Linked DNA regions of Gossypium hirsutum: region 2 is linked to region 1. A link is a contact called in public Hi-C data. All regions are on one chromosome and are shown on one strand. The core of a region is the stretch at or near the end of the contact, and the rest is flanking DNA. Distances in the headings are between cores, read along the strand shown. Region 1 holds the start of LOC107922270 (probable protein phosphatase 2C 55). Region 2 holds the start of LOC107922537.

Evidence for each region. Hi-C and Micro-C count contacts between places; a contact is called where the count stands out from the background.
Region 2: a Hi-C map of leaf shows a contact between it and region 1, with 2.2 times the contacts expected there. The contact joins the promoter of LOC107922537 here to the promoter of LOC107922270 in region 1. A contact is called at or near these places in 4 of 34 Hi-C or Micro-C datasets (callus, leaf and petal).

What each region holds. Positions count from the first base shown.
Region 1 is chrD01:19,810,024-19,814,975 of Gossypium_hirsutum_v2.1, reverse strand. It overlaps LOC107922270 (probable protein phosphatase 2C 55), which reads left to right and starts at 1,996. Exons shown (of 6, transcript XM_041087272.1): 1 at 1,996-2,355; 2 at 2,893-3,682; 3 at 3,775-4,099; 4 at 4,507-4,656. The coding sequence starts at 2,931.
Region 2 is chrD01:20,094,130-20,098,705 of Gossypium_hirsutum_v2.1, reverse strand. It overlaps LOC107922537, which reads right to left and starts at 2,600. Exons shown (of 3, transcript XM_016852622.2): 1 at 2,308-2,600; 2 at 1,907-2,221; 3 at 454-1,684. The coding sequence starts at 2,412. The coding sequence ends at 938.

The DNA.
Region 1 (4,952 bases), core at 747-3,246:
TTCACAATAGAGTCTTGGATATCTGTTTCCAGTAAATCATAATCCTCCTCATCCTCTATACCATTACCATCAGATTTGGAAGATTGGCCTACAAGCTTGTCTTTCCAAGAGGTTGCCTGTTCAGCACTCGGATCTATCAACATTTCACTATCTCCATTTCCAAACTGGAATATCTCTAGAATCCCCAGCAGAAGTTTCTGAATCTTCAGATCCTTGGTTTGACAGATTGAATGCATGGTCTTAGACTCGATACACTATTTGATAGTGGAGAGTCGCTGTTACTGCTGATTCCACCATTTCTGCGCCAATAATCTGGATTTGGACCTTTAAGGCATCCAATAGGTTTGGATCTTGTAAAGACATGGTAAAATTTGGAAACAAAGTTACCATGGCCATTCCCGAGCTTAGGGTAGCTTCAACGGTTCCAATACAGACATCTTGGTAGCGCTTATATCTGGAATCAAGGAGGGCGATCCTGGACACGACAGGTTTCTCTGAAGTTTCATGATAATTTAATGCTAATCTGACCGCTCCAAAATGGATATGAAAATATCCATGTTGGCTCCATTCTTGTGGGAAATTGGAGGGGATTTCAAGAGTAACAAATTGTTTCTCTTGACCACCATAGATCAGATGCTTATCGAACTTTGATGACTGTACATATTCACGAACATTTTTCCTACTAGTACTAATTAAAGACTTAATACTCTTTATGGGAGAAAAAACAGGTTTTCGGTAGGTAGAATAGGGATTTACAAGAGGTAGATCAGTAGCTTGAACCTTTTCCTCTTTAGTGAAGTACTCGACTTCATATAAAGAAGAAATCTTTTTTGCAGAATGGGATTTTAAAGGAAAACTAGGCAAAGAAACAGGTGCTTTGGTAATGGAAGTTCTAGAGGGATTCATTTTTGGAAATGCTCTCTTCCTTTCTGAATCCGGCTTTCTCATATGAAAGAAAATCTTAGAGTTGTGCTGGCTCTGATACCAATAAGGGCAGAGGAGTATGGAGACAACATTCTTTATTGTATCATCCTCGTCAACATTGGACTTCAATTACTTTATAGTTGCAAATTACCTAAACAATTATAAAAATAAATAAAATTATTAATGTAAATTGGATACTTTTATGATGTCATAATTGTAATAGTACTTAGGAAAATAACACACATTAAAAGTAAAACGGATAATTGCAAGTTTTATCCCTATATTTTAATGAAATTGTCAATGTAATATCTATATTTTTAATTTGTTCATTTTGATACCTATACTTTTTTCTCGTCCATCACTTTAGTACTCCATCCAAATGGTGTTAATTTCTGAGGTGTTTTGACATTTAAATAGCAATTAAAGGGATTTCTTAGAAAATTCCCCTTTTATTTTTTCAGTTGAAAGACTAAAATGCAATCTAAGATATAATACAAGGTTAAAGTATTTGAAAGATTCCTTTATTATAATGATTGGATCAAATTAACCCATTTATTTAAATAGATTAATTTAGTCTCTGTACTATTAAAAAGAATCAAATGAGTCTAAATTGTAACAAAGTTAACTTTTCCTGGATAAAAAATGTCTAATTTATTTTTAATTCAATTTCAAATAAAAAGATCATTTACAGAATGATACAAACTTTAAAAATATTAACTTTACTATAGATCAAGTCTTAGCTCAATTGGTATCAGTATTATTGTCAATATAGGAAAACATGGGTTTAAATGCATTGAAGCGCATTATCCTCCTATTTAAAGGTTAGGAAAGAGTTACGGCTAGTTATATTCATTATATTAAAAAGAACACATATGATAAAAATATATAATGAGATTAATATAAAAATATTTCTACTTTCCACTTCCGATCTTCGGCGTCCAACTAATTTGGGTGATCATTAAATATAATATACGTCATAACATACGGAGTACCGTTAAGTGTCTTAAAGACAATTCTACCCTCGTCGAAATCTCCAAAACAACCAAAACCATTGAGTAAATTTTTCGGTCATTTAAATTTGCCAGGTTTAGGTCAAAAGATTATCCGTGACAATTCTCGAGTGAAAATAGGTAAGTTTCAGGCTTTAGCTTTATTACGGCTGGCCTCCCTCCCTTACTCACCTGTTTTTAGGGTTTCATTGATTTGGGTTTGCTGAGCATCGTCGCCCCCCAGAATTTTCTTTACTTCCACTTTTTGCCAGAACATTCTGCATCTCGATATTTGGAGTCTTTTGTTTCTTTTAAGGTTTCATCTCAAGGCAAGCAGAAAGAAGAACCGGTTTCTGGTGGTTCTTTCTAAACCGATCGATTCATTTCTAGGTCCCCAGAACTTTGAGGGGGTTAGGGTTTTTGCTTTGATGGCTCTGTAAATGTGAGTTTTCCTGCCTTTTAGTATGTGCTTTTTCTTTCTTTGAAGTTTTGACTTTTTGTTCTGCAATTTTTGGTTTCAAGGAATTTAGGATTTCTTTCCATTTTTCTTCTGTTAGATCGTCTTGTTAATTAGCTGATTTTGGAATAATTATATCATATCTGGGTTGATTTTGATTCCTTTCTATGGCGGATTTAGATTATTATATTGATTTTTTAAATTGAAATCAAGCTCAGGTGAACTTTTTTTTATTTGTACTTTTCTCTATTTTGTTTCATTTAACGTAATTTATATGTATCGTATTATCGTTTGCAATCTTTTTCTTTATTTTGGTCCATTTGTTTCTTTATTTATTTAGTTGGTTTATTAACTTGGTGTCTGCAAACTTTTGCCTTTCTTTCCAGGTTTCTAAATTCCTGCTGTTTTTTGAAGGGAGAGCAGGAATTATCTATGTTTTTAGTACTCTAAGGTTTAGATGTGTTAGAAAGTTATGAGATATTCTTCTGCATATAGTAGTGACTTTTGTGTTCTCTGTAATAGACTGTTCGAAGCAAAATTGCTTTGCTTAAGAGGATAAGATGCCATCTACTTATTTTTGGAGACTGAGGAGTGCAGTTCAGAATGGAATTCAGAGAACAGAGTGCGGGAGTCAGGATTCAATAGAAGTTCTGATAGGTACAGGGAAGCTTGGGTTTGGGAATTACAGGTTTTTTCACTCTTTAAGATTTTCGAGGCTTGTGGATTTGCGAGGACTTTTGCAACCCGGGACTGTTTTGGCTGCAAGATCTGATTCTCACGTGGCTAACCGAAGAAGGAACATTTCTGTTGTGGGAGCAGTTTCTCGAACCATATCTGTTCCATCTGTTTCAGGCCCTGCTTTCCAGGTTTGTGGGTATCATATTGATAGTGTACTTGCTGACTCCAGTCAAATATCGTCAGTGAGCAAATTACAGAGTAAACCTATGGCTGCTTCTGGTTCTGGAGTTGTAATCGGTGGATATCTTGTTGATACATCAAAGTTAAAGCATGAGCACCTTTCATCATCAAAAAGTAGTACCGACATCTTTTACAGCAATAAAAGTTTGAATAGCTGCATAAAAGCTAGAATGAGTTTGAAAAACCCTGAGAAACCTAACAATTCACCAATATATGGATATTTCATGTATAGTGTTGGAAAAAGGTGGTGCAATTTTGATAGTCTGTTAGGTTCAGGTTCACGGGCTTTCCATAGCTCATTGCATTGTTTATCAGCGGGGACTGTGCCTGATGTTTCCTTTGATAATTCCGGAAGTGAGGAACAGGGTAACAATTCTTCCGTGTCATCAGAAGAGTATGTTTTCTGTGCACTTTTCAATTTCCTTTTACTAAATTATTACAATATCTTAGCATTTGTATTTATGCCATGTTTGACAATCATGACAGGAAGATTTCTGCTGGCAAAACTCTGAAACTGCTTTCGGGATCATGCTATCTTCCCCATCCTGACAAAGAAGATACTGGAGGAGAGGACGCACATTTCATATGTGCAGATGAACAAGCAGTAGGTGTAGCAGACGGAGTTGGTGGCTGGGCAGATCTAGGTGTTGATGCAGGTCTGTATTCTCGGGAACTCATGTCTAACTCTGTATCTGCTATCCAAGAGGAGCCCAAAGGTTCGATTGACCCTGCAAGAGTCTTAGAGAAAGCTCACTCTAGCACAAAAGCTAAAGGTTCCTCAACAGCGTGCATCATAGCACTCACAGACCAGGTAAGCCTTTTATGTTCTGGGCTTTTGCCTATCATGTCCGGTTTCTAATTCCAATTGCGGGTTGCTGTGCTTAACATGAACTGAGGAACTAAGAACTTGAAATTAGATGTCTTTATCCAAATGAATTTGCAAGGGATTTCATCTTTTATGTAGAGAGACCTGAAATGGGCCTTAGCCAGAAGTTATCCTTGTATCTGACCTTAATGAGGGCTAAAATCCTGGTATCGGTGATTCGTGGTACCTTGGTAAAACTTGAAATGATGTCATAAATTAAATTTAGGCTTTATGTAGTAATATGCATTCCTCTTTGACTTTTAAAATTAGAAATTACACCAATTACCTTCTTCTTGGATTACTGAATGAAGTTACTTGCTCGATAGTATAATAGATTTTGGCTCTTACTGCAGGGTCTTCATGCTATAAATTTGGGGGACAGTGGTTTTATGGTTGTTCGAGATGGATGCACTATATTTAGATCCCCTGTTCAGCAGCATGATTTTAACTTCACATATCAACTTGAGAGTGGAAGTAATGGTGATTTACCTAGCTCTGGTCAGGTACATATGTTCCCCTTGTGCTATTACTGGAAAAGGTCTTTTATTTTGAGTTATAATGAAATTTTTTATTTTGTTATCTTATTGAAAAAAATCTCTGTTTCAATGGATATTTGCTCTGGTGGCCCTGGGATGTTAGATGATTGATTCTGCTGACATTTCCTGCTGATAATGACTTCAAAATATTTAAATAGGAAAGGGTATCCTTTTATATTTCTCAAACTGATAGGTCAACCAAATTATTAATTAAGCATTGGTTTTCTGTGTTACCATATTAAACAATAGTTTCCAGCTTGGTT
Region 2 (4,576 bases), core at 1,351-3,850, 280 kb before region 1:
ATTATCTAACATTCTGTCTAAAATAGATATTTTAACTTTTCACCGCAATTTTGTAGTTTTTAACAGTAGTGTCAAACACTTGAATTTAACAAACCACACTTTTTCACGCAACACTTTTCAAAGGTAACAACAATGTCAAACTGAGCCTACGATTCGTTCACTGACTTGCTGCAAATTCCTATCACATGTTCTTGGTCTTTCCTATAGGTAGCAAGATGTCAGCTTTAAAATGACTGGGTCTTTCCTATAGGTAATAAGAAATCAGCTTTAAAATGTAGATACAATCACCATTCCAATGAGGGGAAAGATCTAAGCATACAAACCCGGATTAACATTCATTCGATCAAAACTAATAGTTGTTTAGATCCAGCAACATTTGCTAGGTTTCTACTCCCAGAACAATTACATGAATAAGGAAGCAGTGGGAACAAGTTCATCCTATGAGTCGAAGAATGATTTCCAAAATGCATTAGTTTTAAATGAACGGTACTCATCAGGTATCTAGAGACGTGAAATATAAAAGTCTCCAATACAAAACATGATTTGACTTAACTTTTACAAATACAAGGTAATCGACAGAAAGAGCAGGAGAAGAATCTCAAAACAAACAGTTGAAGGTCCATCTTTGCCTAAAATTAGAAGCATGGCCAGCCTATTATACAAGTTAACAAGAAACAGAGATCCTAACACTGCTGTTATCGTACAGTAAAGGATCTAAAGCAAATGCAAATGAGTGGAAGCTCTTTCATCACTCCCTTTTTTTCTTTTCTTTTTTTCTTTTTGTAAATATTATTTACAAATCCAATCCAAGGCGGGTTTGACATAAGTGACACGCATATGTTACACAAATCAACCGAAGATTCAACAGACAGATAATGGCGTATAGCATTGATCTGTAAATATCACTGAAAACAAAAACATCTTACAAGGTTTTCCACTACCATTTGACATCCAATGTCAGAGCCTCAGGAGGGACAAGAATGGATGGGAACTTTGTAAAAGAAATGTTTGACAATAAATTACTCCATGAGACTGTATCTCCACTAACAAAAGGTCGGACCTTCTTTATCAGAAGGGGCTTCAATTTGTCTCCTTCAACTCTTGTCATTACATCAAACCATAGTCTCTCAACAGTTGGCTTTGTCCTCCATTCAGCTAACATACCACGAACACTCTCATTGTTCCCAATTTCTTTTTCCAACTCTAACTGGAAATGAACGATAGGTGATGCTTTAGTTTTCACATTAAGAGAACCTAAAAACTGCTTTTGATTGTTTCTATCACCTAGAAATGTCCTAAGGATTTTTTGTAACCTGGCTATCCTCAAACTTATAGAATCTATGGGGAAAGGTTGTTTCGTGTAACCATCAATCCCATAACACTTTTCAGGCAGCAGCTCAATAGTATCCTTGGATGGGAAGTGAGCTTCAATGTGGGCATCAGGGTTCCGAGTTCGGTAGGCAGCAAGAGACACCGACCGTAAAACATGCACAGGAAGTAAGGACCTACAGAATGAATGCGAGAAGGGCCAATATCCACTACTCTTCTCCTTGACACCATTTTCATTTGCCGGTAAACCGAGATTAAACGTATGGAAAAGAGAGATCTCTTGAGCTCCATTTACTTGTAAAGTGATGCCATGACCAACAAGGACTCGTTTCAGATCAGTATGTGAAGTGTTCAGCTGATGACCAAATACCCAAGCTTCAGACTACTACTATTGATAACTATTATTTGCAAAGGTCCAATTAAACACATAATTCAAATCAAACATTGATTAAGATAACTTTAAACTCTAAGCTATCTCTAAAGATTAACTAAGCCCCCCCCCCAAAAAAAAAACCAACAACTCCTTTCTATGTAATTGATGAGGAATTAAAATAAAAGGGAAAAAAGAGAAGCATACCGGAAAGAGGAGGGAAGCTTGGTGACCGGGAGAGAGGCGTAACTCGAAGGGACCTTCCATTGTAAAAGGCTCGAGTACGGCCGAGGAATTAATTTCATTGACAAAATCAAGAAAATCGTTGCTACTTCGTTTGGTAAACTTTTTCAAGGAAGAAACTTCGTCGGGGAATTTGAAGAGCAGATGAGTTTTTCCAAATCGGATCCGGAACTCGCATCTTTTGCCAGTCCCGAACCTAACCTTACTCAATTCCAGTTTTGAAAAATTAAGCCCTTCCAGCTCCCATTTCTGCTTCAAAGCAATCTTCTCAATTACATCCTGATCCGAAGGGGAAAAAACAAATTTAATGAGTATTAAGAAACTTTAATATCAATTATTTCTATTAATTTGATTTTTTTTCTTACCTGTACGATTTGGGGATTGTTTGATTGGAGAGGATTGAAAGCGAAGGATAAGATCTGAGAGAAAAGGAAGAAGAGGAGAAACGAGAAAACACGGCGGCTCATCATCGGTGATGGTTGCCGATGGTGCTGCGTTACCGGAGTTTAGGTTAGTGTGTACCGGATCGTAGACGATCAGATGAGTCACTCACTCACTCAACTCGCTCGCTTTGAACTACGTTTCCGTAACATGTTTCTGGGGTTGAAGTTGAAATGACAGTTATGGGCTTGTGGGCCCAATCTGAGTACTAAGTTGGCGCTGATTTCATGGTCACGTACTCACGTTTAATGGGTGGTCCGAAATTGACCGTGTTTCCTAATAACTAGTTTTTTTAATGCATCAAAAAATAAAAGAATTTAGATAAAATATGAAATTCCAAAAATAAATCTGGGAAAAATTTAAAGTTTATTTTTTTATATGAGTCAAGATATTTTTGCTGAAGACTAACTCGGCCGGAATATAAATTATGTTAATAAAAATATTATATTAATTATATATATAATCATTAATCTAATAACATTTAAATTTATTACCCAAAATCTAAAAAAATATTTACCCAACTAAATAACTCAACCCAAAATATAAAATTTTAAAAATTATATTTAATACAATAAAATATTTATTATATTTATTTGTGTTTTATTTATTATATTGTTTTCTAATATAAATACTTTTTAATGTATTTTTAATGTGTTAGAAAACTTTTATTTTAGCATTTTTACTGCATTTAATGTATTATATTTTTTCAAGAATTATTTTTAAATAAAAACTAATATAAAAAATCAAATATGGGCGGATCAGATTGGGTCCGGGTTTATCTTTCTTAAATTGAATCAAGTTTGGACAAAAAAGTAAGCTCATTTTTTGGGTCGGGCCCGAGCTTAAGAAATTAATCTAGATACCTTATATGGGCTCAGTCTGAACCTGACCTATGAACGCCTCTAGCATAAATTAATAATATGCATTTGATTAAATATATTATATTAATTTATTTAAGTATGTTTTTAATAATTTGCAATATTATACTTTGATAAGAATTTTGTAAATTTAAAGAATAATAATTTAGATAAAATGAAATTATTTTTTAAAGTAATAATTAATGTATTTAATTAGTAATGTAGAAAGCAATGAAATGTTAATTTACTAGAGGGCGAAGTTAGAAATTTTTTTTCGGGGTCGGAATTAAATTGTATATTTTACGTTAATAAAAAATGTAATTTCATAATTTTAATAGTTTATATCTTTATAATTATTAAAGGATTAGATTAAATTTTTATCATTTTTGGGGTCAAAATATAGTTTTATCTTACTAATTTAAAATTTTATAAACTATAAAAGAACCTAAATAGAAAGGCTTCGCCACTAATTTGAAGCAAGTTTATTAATAATTGGATTCTAATTGGTGTGGTTGATTTTTCGAAATTAAGGTATCTTCTATTTTATTTTACGATTTGTGGAGATTATCCTTTTAAGATTTGTGACTGTGTCTCTCAACAATATTGTTTACAAAGTTCAAACTCGAATTCTCTCATTAAAAGTATATTGTACCTTTTAATTGCACCCACCACCTTTTTTTTAAAAGTAATTTTTAAATAAATAAATCTTTTAAATATTAATTTCCACCCAACAATTTGTAACCATTTATATAAATTATTTCATGTCTTTTAATTTAATATTTAAAAATAAACATTTTATATTAATATAAATTTTTTTAGGATAGAAGCGTAAAATGAAATCATTTAATTATATAGAAGTTTTTCATTACTCTAATAATTATGTGTAAATGTTGATTAAAAAACTAGTGTGCATTCTCATTTTTAAACCAATTAAGCAAAATTCCCATATTTTAGAGCAAAACATTGCTAAATATGGTATAGTTTTTAGGAATAATAAAGCATATTGTTGTACAAAAATGATAAAACTAATAAGCCATATTATTATGAAAGATGTAAGATACAATTATTTTATTCTATAAATAAATACTTGAATAAGTTATGTAATACTATTTAATAATTCTGCCCTACTTTTGTAAAAAAGCTAACTCCTCAAATAATATTTATTTCTTTAATGTAACAAGTTGCTTAAGAAAAATATAAAAATATATGTAATTATACCAAATATATTTTTATTGATTTTTAGGGTTTTTGGATTTTTAAACCGTTTAAAATATTTTATAAAGTCTTAATTTCTTAAAATGTGTTTTGAGACCATTTTAGATTTCATATAAGTTCT